Linked DNA regions of Salmo salar: region 1 is linked to region 2. The links are chromatin contacts, called in public Hi-C maps. All regions are on one chromosome and are shown on one strand. Each heading gives the region's core, a stretch centred on a gene start, on an enhancer-like site or on the middle of the called end of the contact. The rest is flanking DNA. Distances are from core to core; before and after follow the strand shown. Region 1 holds the start of LOC106566958 (protein RER1). Region 2 holds the start of LOC100194660 (Y-box binding protein-2).

Evidence for each region. Hi-C and Micro-C count contacts between places; a contact is called where the count stands out from the background.
Region 1: a contact with region 2 is called in a Hi-C map of gill, with 2.3 times the contacts expected there. The contact joins the promoter of LOC106566958 here to the promoter of LOC100194660 in region 2. A contact is called at or near these places in 2 of 3 Hi-C or Micro-C datasets (blood and gill).

What each region holds. Positions count from the first base shown.
Region 1 is chrssa13:45,841,744-45,846,670 of Ssal_v3.1, forward strand. It overlaps LOC106566958 (protein RER1), which reads right to left and starts at 2,641. Exons shown (of 7, transcript XM_014135656.2): 1 at 2,463-2,641.
Region 2 is chrssa13:45,559,314-45,563,759 of Ssal_v3.1, forward strand. LOC100194660 (Y-box binding protein-2) reads left to right here and starts at 1,728. Exons shown (of 8, transcript NM_001139744.1): 1 at 1,728-1,964. The coding sequence starts at 1,856.

The DNA of each region.
Region 1 (4,927 bases), core at 1,391-3,890, 280 kb after region 2:
GCGACAACAAAGCTTCATCAACCTAACTGACTAAACTCCATGGTATTTATTTATTTATATATTTTTTCACCCCAATTTCGATCTTGTCTCATCACTGCAACTCCCCAACATGCTTAGGAGGCGAAGGTTGAGTCATGCATCCCCCGAAACAAACCGCGCTTCTTAACACCCGCCCACTTAACCCAGAAGTCAGCCGCACCAATGTGTCGGAGGAAACACCGTTCAACTGATGACCGAGGTCAACCTGCAGGCGTCTGGCCCACCACAAGGAGTCGCTAGAGCGCGATGTGCCAAGTAAATCCTTTCTGGCCAAACCCTCCCCTAACCCGGATGATGCTGGGCCAATTATGCGCTGCCCTATGAGACTCCTGATCACGGCCGGTTGTGATACAGCCCGGGGTCAAACCCAGGTCTGTAGTGATGCCTCCAGCTCTGCAATGCAGTGCCTTAGACCGTTGCGCCTTTCAGGAGGTCCGTTAAGGAAGTTTCTGATGAACTCCATGAACAGAGTTGAGCAGAGACCAGGCTTTGTGGAATTCAGCTCTGACTAAATTGATTTGCCCAACGTCAATACTTCAACAACAAAACATGAAACGCTTACCTTGTACCTATGTTTAATCCTCTGTAGTTGAGTGCCTTTGTTTGCTGAAATCCATATTTTTTTATAAAACATGAATCAAGTACAACCGACTGGTTGTTGAGATTCAAAATTGGCACATGCATATGCCATCTAAAAGCAACAAGCAAACAATCTGATTTCTGCAAACAAGGAAAGACATGCAACTAGAGGGCAAACATAGATACATCATGGTAAGTGTTACATAATGTAAATGTTTAAGTATTGACCTTGGGAGCGATTCGATGTAATAGTAGCTGAATTCCACAAAGCCTGGTCCCTGCTCAACTCCATGGAATTGAGTTAAGTCAGCTACATCAACATAGGATAACTGACATGTTATCCTGAACCAGTTCTGCAAACGTTATGTCATAGTACTCACCAAAATAGTTTTGCAGAGAAAGTATTGTCATTATTGCCGTTTGGCATGGTATGTACTGCCAAAAAAGGTCTAAATAAAATAAATTATCTTAAGGAATACTGTACTGCTGCTGGATCAGCCTTCCTGTGCGTGGTAGTAATCAGTTATTATATTGGGAGGTGCCGAAGGTGGATTTGGCTCATGCACTCAACTATTTTTATTTAGAAATCTTTTGCAAGTACATACTGCGCACAACGGCAGTAAAGACGCTGCGAAACTCCATATTTTGGGTGCGTACTGAACTTATTTTGACATCACATTTGCAGAGCTGATTAATGGGACTTTGAAATTTAAGGATAATGGGCATCAGAGGAGATATCTTCTCCTCAAGCCTAAGTACTGGTTTAATGTTATCCCAACTCGGCCCACCCAAAGTCCTTGGCTTGTAATAGGCTAGCCCCCTTGGAAGGTCTACCGGCTCAAACGATAATAGTTTCATTTTAATTACCATTCATGTCAAATGTCACGTTGCTTATCAAACAGCGGTCCAATTATTGTGAGACTTAAGTTAGCTGATAATGACAGACTTGATAGCCGAATTAAACTAAACCCCACGATTTACGAGCTGCGACTAGTGTGGGCAGACTGGAGTTCCGAAGTCACAAAATTAAATTAATCAAAAACGACATATTTCAGCACCCAAAGAATAGCCCTGAAATCGGTAGTTTGTATTAAAAACATAACATAAGCCGCCCACACACTAGTCGGCGCGCAACTCTATTGTAAATCGTGGAGTTGAGTCGCTCACATAGACGGTCTCTTCTCATAATGGCTAGTTAGCTCCCCAACATTGAATCGTTTACTGGTTAGCTAGCGAGCAAGCCAACGAATGCAGTTGCTAGCTACTGTAGCCAGCTAAAACAATTATTTATAGTGTTTGAGATGTTTAGCATTTGTGTTTTTGATTTATAGCACAATTTTGATTAAATGTTTTCCTGTCTCGCAAGCAGGGTGAGTGACGTTAGCTAACATTAGAAAAAGCTAATTAGTGATGCCCGCCTCAAAAAACAACTTCCTGGTTTGTGTAGTTTTTAAACAACCACCTTTCATTAACAGTGTGTGTGAAACACTGATGGATTCACTCTACTTCCCATAATGTGTAGCGGGAATCAAACAGTTCAACCCTGCTACTTTACAGAAGGAAATTGTAGTCTTTAATCTCAATCTTGTCATTTTGATGGCTACAAATCAGCGGAGATTGAACTACACCCACCAGCAGTAACTTCGTGAATTTGACAACTCACTTCCGGTTAGAAACCGAGCCCTTTCTAGCTAGCATAGGCATAGCATCTCGATACCATATTGAGAGAGGAATTCAATTGAAATATGACTTTGGTATTGGTTCCCTTAATTCAACTAAAACTAAAGAACATGTGTTCACACACCTACTGACAGACATACTGCTGCAAGACAGGTTTTTCTTACCTGATTCTGCCGCTGTGTCACTCTCGGCTCTACCTAACTACCTCTCGTGCTGGTTCGGCTAATGTGTACACGTCAGTACTTCCGCGAGGACTCGCTTTAAAGTACGGCAGGCAAGATCAGAAGAGCCAAGAAAACCCTGGACCGTGTGGGAGATGCACAGGGGGTTTGTGGCACTTTGCCTGGCCACTGGAGAAATGAAAATACCTACTTCTTTCAAAAGACAAGGGGAAAATATGAACTACAATTATATATGACACTATTGCAACAACAACAAATAATCCAGCCAAACCTGTACTTTGAATTGCTTTTCACATAGCCTAAAATAATGCTCCTAATTAAATAGCCTACTTATTCTTTCTCTCTAAAAATAATATAATACAGCATATGACAGAGTACACACACCTTTTGACAAGTTGTATGTTTACTCATTAGGACGAGGGTCATTAACTATTTGAAGGAACTTACAATGCATTCGGAAAGTATTCAGACCCCCTGACTTTTTCCACATTTTGTTGCGTTACAGCCTTATTGTAAAATTGATTAAATAAATAAAAATCCTCATTAATCTTCACACAATAACCCATAATGAAAAAGTTAAAATGTTTTCAAATGTATATAAAAAAAACGGAAATATCTTATTTACATAGGTATTCAGACCATTTGCTATAAGACTCGAAATTGAGCTCAGGGGGATCCTCTTTCCATTGATCATCTGCAACTTGATTGGAGTCCAACTGTGGTAAATTCAATTGATTGGACATGATTTGGAAAGGCACACACCTGTCTATATAAGGTCCCACAGTTAACAGTGTATGTCAGGGCAAAAACCAAGCCATGAGGTTGAAGGTCTGTGAGATCTGTGCCGCGACAAGATTGTGTCGAGGCACAGATCATTTATGCAGCATTGAAGGTCCCCAAGAACACAGTGGCCTCCATCATTCTTAAATGGAAGAAGATTGGAACCACCAAGACTCTTCCTAGAGCTGGCCACCCGGCAAAACTGAGCTATAGGGGGAGAAGGTCCTTGATCAGGGAGGTGACCAAGAACCCGATGGTCACTCTGACAGAGCTCAGGAGTTCCCTGTGGAAATGGGAGAACCTTCCAGAAGGACAACCATCTCTGCAGCACTCCATCAATCAGGCCTTTATGGTAGAGTGGCCAGACAGAAGCAACTCCTCAATAAAAGGCACATGACAGCCAGTTTGGAGTTTGCCAAAAGGCAACCAAAGACTCTCAGAACATGAGAAACAAGATACTCTGGTCTGATGTAACCAAGATTTAACTCTTTTGCCTGAATGCCAAGCATCAAGTCTGAAGGAAATATGGCATCATCCCCATGATAAAGCATGGTGGTGGCAGCATCACACTGTGGAGATGTCACCTCGCTCATCAACTCATCCTTGACCGCTGGCTACGTCCCTTCCGTCTTCAAGAGAGCGAGAGTTGCACCCCTTCTGAAAAAACCTACACTCGATCCCTCCGATGTCAACAACTACAGACCAGTATCCCTTCTTTCTTTTCTCTCCAAAACTCTTGAACGTGCCGTCCTTGGCCAGCTCTCCTGCTATCTCTCTCAGAATGACCTTCTTGATCCTAATCAGTCAGGTTTCAAGACTGGGCATTCAACTGAGACTGCTCTTCTCTGTGTCACGGAGGCTCTCCGCACTGCTAAAGCTAACTCTCTCTCCTCTGCTCTCATCCTTATAGACCTATCTGCTGCCTTTGATACTGTGAACCATCAGATCCTCCTCTCCACCCTCTCCGAGTTGGGCATCTCCGGCGCGGCCCACGCTTGGATTGCGTCCTACCTGACAGGTCGCTCCTACCAGGTGGCGTGGCGAGAATCTGTCTCCGCACCACGCGCTCTCACCACTGGTGTCCCCCAGGGCTCTGTTCTAGGCCCTCTCCTATTCTCGCTATACACCAAGTCACTTGGCTCTGTCATATCCTCACATGGTCTCTCCTATCATTGCTATGCAGACGACACACAATTAATCTTCTCCTTTCCCCCTTCTGATAACCAGGCGGCGAATCGCATCTCTGCATGTCTGTCAGACATATCAGTGTGGATGATGGATCACCACCTCAAGCTGAACCTCGGCAAGACGGAGCTGCTCTTCCTCCCGGGGAAGGACTGCCCGTTCCATGATCTCGCCATCACGGTTGACAACTCCCTTGTGTCCTCCTCCCAGAGTGCTAAGAACCTTGGCGTGATCCTGGACAACACCCTGTCGTTCTCCACTAACATCAAGGCGGTGACCCGATCCTGTAGGTTCATGCTCTACAACATTCGCAGAGTACGACCCTGCCTCCCACAGGAAGCGGCGCAGGTCCTAATCCAGGCACTTGTCATCTCCCGTCTGGATTACTGCAACTCACTGTTGGCTGGGCTCCCTGCCTGTGCCATTAAACCCCTACAACTCATCCAGAACGCCGCAGCCCGTCTGGTGTTCAACCTTCCCAA
Region 2 (4,446 bases), core at 478-2,977:
AAGGCTCTGGAGGTCCTTGGCCCATTCTGTCTCTGTAGCAGCTGGAGAGAGATGGATAGAGGTAGTGGGTCAGAAGGCTCTGGAGGTCCTTGGCCCAGTCTGTCTCTGTAGCAGCTGGAGAGAGATGGATAGAGGTAGTGAGTGCTAGAAAGAGAGAGAACCCTAACCCTGACTGGCCCAGGGCCTCCTGCCTAGTACCATGCAATGTAAAACAAAAATATCATGACTTACTGACAGAGTGCTCCATATTCCCGCTGGTAGCAATCCTCAACTTGGATGCAGCGAAATGTCCTGCCTTGTAGTATGGTTGCATCCTTCTCCACCAGGCTCAAAGAAATCAGATGACAAACCTGCAGAGATTAACAAGAAAATGGCACATGTATTTAGGAATCATGTATCAGTATGTCAATTTTCACATTCCTGTCTGTAAATGACAATAGATCTAATTAAAATTATGCATGCCATTGTGTGATAACAGCTATTACAAATTACAGTACATGGCATACATGTGAATTTATAACTTGCTAAGATATTATTTATTTTATGACACCATGTCTCATCTCACTAACAATTGCTAAGGCAAACAGTAAAGTACACTATTGTGGCTAGCTTCACATAGGTGATTTATTCCATCGTGACAGCATGCTCCTCCTTACTTGACTGCAGTTTAGTTCATTATCTAGCTAGCTAGCGAAGTGTAAAACTGAGTTAGATTACCATGCTTTTATGGACAACTGGACATTCCTCTCGCCCATCCCGGTAGACTACTTGCCTACTCTCGTCTCTTGGTCTGCTTCTAGGTTGAAAACTATACGGCGTAGTCCGGTGCCTTATTGTGAAAGGCAACCCACGCGTAACACAGACCTGGTACAGTTATTGGCTCAGTGTTCCAAAACTGTTCACCTGTTTCTCCGTCAAGCAAGGAAAATGTACCGTGTGTTATTTCTGGGAGTTTTTATTGTGCACGTGCGACAAAGCAACAAAATGTTAATTTATTATATATTATTGTGAAACATGACCTTTAAGCTTTGGACACTTTGTCATACAGTTGGCCAGGTCGCAGTTGTAAATGAGAACTTGTTCTCAACTTGCCTACCTGGTTAAATAAAGGTGAAATAAATTAAATACAGAACGCAGCCCAGGCAAATGCAATCGATCATCGCTCTGTGGCATTGATCAACCAATGGTGTGTTAGACACCACCCACATACCTTTGCTTGACACCCCCTCATTATCATATTGGAGGAAGAAATACAGAAATAGAGAAATTATATAAATGAATAAAATAAGTGGGATTAATTATTTAAATATTGATATATTTGTATGCAATCATTCATCCGTTTATCTATTTATGTATACATTTATATGGATGTATTAATGTATGTATCTATTTGTATGAATGCATTTATTCATTTAATTCTAATTACGGCAGTTTTGTTCCTCCATAATCTAGGCGTACTGTACAATGTAACAAAATGGGTTAGCTAGCTACAATGTGTCGTGATCGTGTAGCCGGTGTTGGTTTTCGACATTTCTCTTCTACCAATATTCACGGAATATTTTTGTTGTTGAATAACTGGCAACCAATATAACCAATAGTAACGAAAATGATTCGTTACGTTTATAGAGAAGAAAGAATTGACCAATTATATTACAGCGTGGGAGGGACTATGGCTAGGGATATTCCTTCGCGTCTTTTCTCATTCCTCCCAGTTCGATCGGCAACGGGAGCGGAGAGAGGAAAGTTGAGAGCCCGAAGGCAGCAGCCCCCACCACCGCCGGCCCAGGTTACCATCTAGAACCGGGAAACACACTAGAGAGCCACCGCCGGCAAAAGCCATAACCAACCAGAAAACATGAGCAGCGAGGCCGAGACACAACCGCCGGAGCCTGCTGTCGTCGACGCGGAGAGCCCATCCAGCCCGGCGGAAGCAGCCGTTTCCGCGGGGGATAAGAAGGTCATCGGTAAGCAAGCTGGCCAGGTGAACCATTAAATGCAAATGTGGGTTTATTGGCACGGTAACGTTACTCCCAAAAGCTTACTAACTTGCCTACAATTCGCTTAACTAAAAACTATGTCCGTTGGCTAACTGACGTTAGTTCACAACGTCAGCTGATTATTAAAACGGTTAACGTTAGTTACCTAACTAGCTGTCTAAATCTAGATATTGTTATTGGCTAACTAGTTAGATAACAACCGCTAAGTAGTGTTCCGTTTCTTTATTTAGTTTGCTAGTTTGAAATCGTTTAACGTTATATCGTTGATAGTTAGTCTCAACTGTAACGGTACATTGGCCAATGTGCCAATTCAAAATGTCAGTTGGTCTACAACTGTTTTCTACCTAGCCTAACGGGTAACGCATCAATCCGTCTGACCACACACCTGACCTGTGAGACAAGTTTACAGGTAACGTTGGCTAGCTAATACTGTAATGCATGTGGTTTGGCCTCTGGTTTGTCACATGTTGTAACTGTAACCAACGTTAGTTAGATTGACCGTAAAGAACACTGTTTCCAATACATTGGTAGTGTATACGACAGTTTTGCTTGCATTTTATTTTCTAAAGTTATAATGGGGACTTGTAACAAACAATTCATTGAGGCCCATGATTGACTGCACTGCAGAGGCTCGATTGCATTCGTATCCCTTTGTTCGCAGCTATGCACATACTAATTAACTTGCTTGCTAGCGATCATGCTAACAACCTCGCTAATACATTGCTAACGTTAGATAACTATATAACCAAGTGTACGATGAAAAAACATAGCCCCCAAATGATTATTAAAATTAAAATTGCAGATGGCCAAGCTAGTCAGCTAGCTAGCTTTCCGTTCGGGTGAGTTGATAGCTATAGGGGCCCCCAAAATGTCCGCCTTGATATTCGGATTCTACGAATTTCTTTTGTCCCGCTTTAGCTGACAATTGTACTTTTATTAAGCATGAAACCGTACCCAACACTATATTTCTAACTCGGTGCACATGAGTATTAATTTGACGTTATGAACGACATCCTGGCTCATGTCCAACCACATGGTTGAGACCAAATTATAATATGCTAACGTTAGCTAGCAAAATAGCAAGCCATCATCATGGGGCGCGACGCCACGTGCGAAGATTCAAGCCTTGCTCTGTTGAACTGGGTAAATGGTTGTCTAGCTAGTTACCTAGTATTCATTAATGATGCGCGGAAAATAATTAGCAGTCCAGCTAACACGTAGCATGGGCGTTTTTGGAGCTAATGATGTAGGGGTGCAACTTTGGTTTTAGCCAGCCACCTGCACGCCTGACCCCCACCAGTCTAGTCAATAACTCAACTCTATCAATTTCCTTCCCATTTTTAAAATAAAAAATACAAATGTATTCTAAGAGTAATGTTTGGAAACAAGTAATAAAAACTAAAAAGAACACATTTACACAAACAACACAATGAATCAATAATGAATCTCTAATAGTACACTGTAGAGGCATTTTTACTTGCACACTGTAGAGCTGGGTCGTCCTGTCCCTAGAGGTCAACCACCCTGCAGCTCCCCCCACTTTGCTTTAGGATCTTAGTGAAACATTTTATTATTGATTTCAGGTGGGTTAGGCCAAGGCCAGAGTGACAACCCACAGGACAGCAGCCCCCCAGAGCCAGGACTGAGCAGCCCAGCAGCTAAAGATTGCTTAAATAGATATCTCCCCTGATGTGGGCATGTTTTCAATATACTTCTTTTGTCGTACTGTATTCCATGTAAGGCATCCAGACTTTATGAAAGTTGCCCAATATATCCTTAATCTTGTAATCAAATATAGTGATACCTAAATTGACATTTCCTCCATCCTTTGACATTGTGGAAGGATAACCAATGGTTATAGTTTCATGTGATAAGTCTCCAGTATCAACATTTCCAAGCAAACCAAAACAGGGAGAATGGAGAATCTGTAGCCATGCTGAGATAAAAGAACATAATCTTTGCCATAATTCAGCCAGCCTTCACAAGACCATAACATATGCAAATGTACCCTTTATGTTAATTTACCTCCAGCAGAGGAATTACTTTTGATTCCATGTTATTGTTTTGCTGGCATATATTAGTTTCTATGGGTGGTTTTACACGGCAGCAATTTGTCTGAGATTATACGAGCATGACTTGGCATTCAAACATTTGTATCCATTCATCATCAGCGTCTACCAGGTTTTCCTCACATTTTGTTTTGCATGTTTTGTGGCATCGGGAAGAGCCTAAATCAACGTGAGGTTTGTCAGACTGCCTTAAAATAGTTTCAATCTTTGAAGCATCTGGCTTGTCCAGTGCTTACTGCACAGAGAGAATAGTGTTTTATCTGCAAAAACTTACCTCCGCTCTGTCAGACTGGTCTTTCCTGGATGCTTGACCCTGCTGAAACCCTGTCACCATCTGATTCTCCTAAGATGAGGGATGACAAAGAATTACCTTGGTGTCC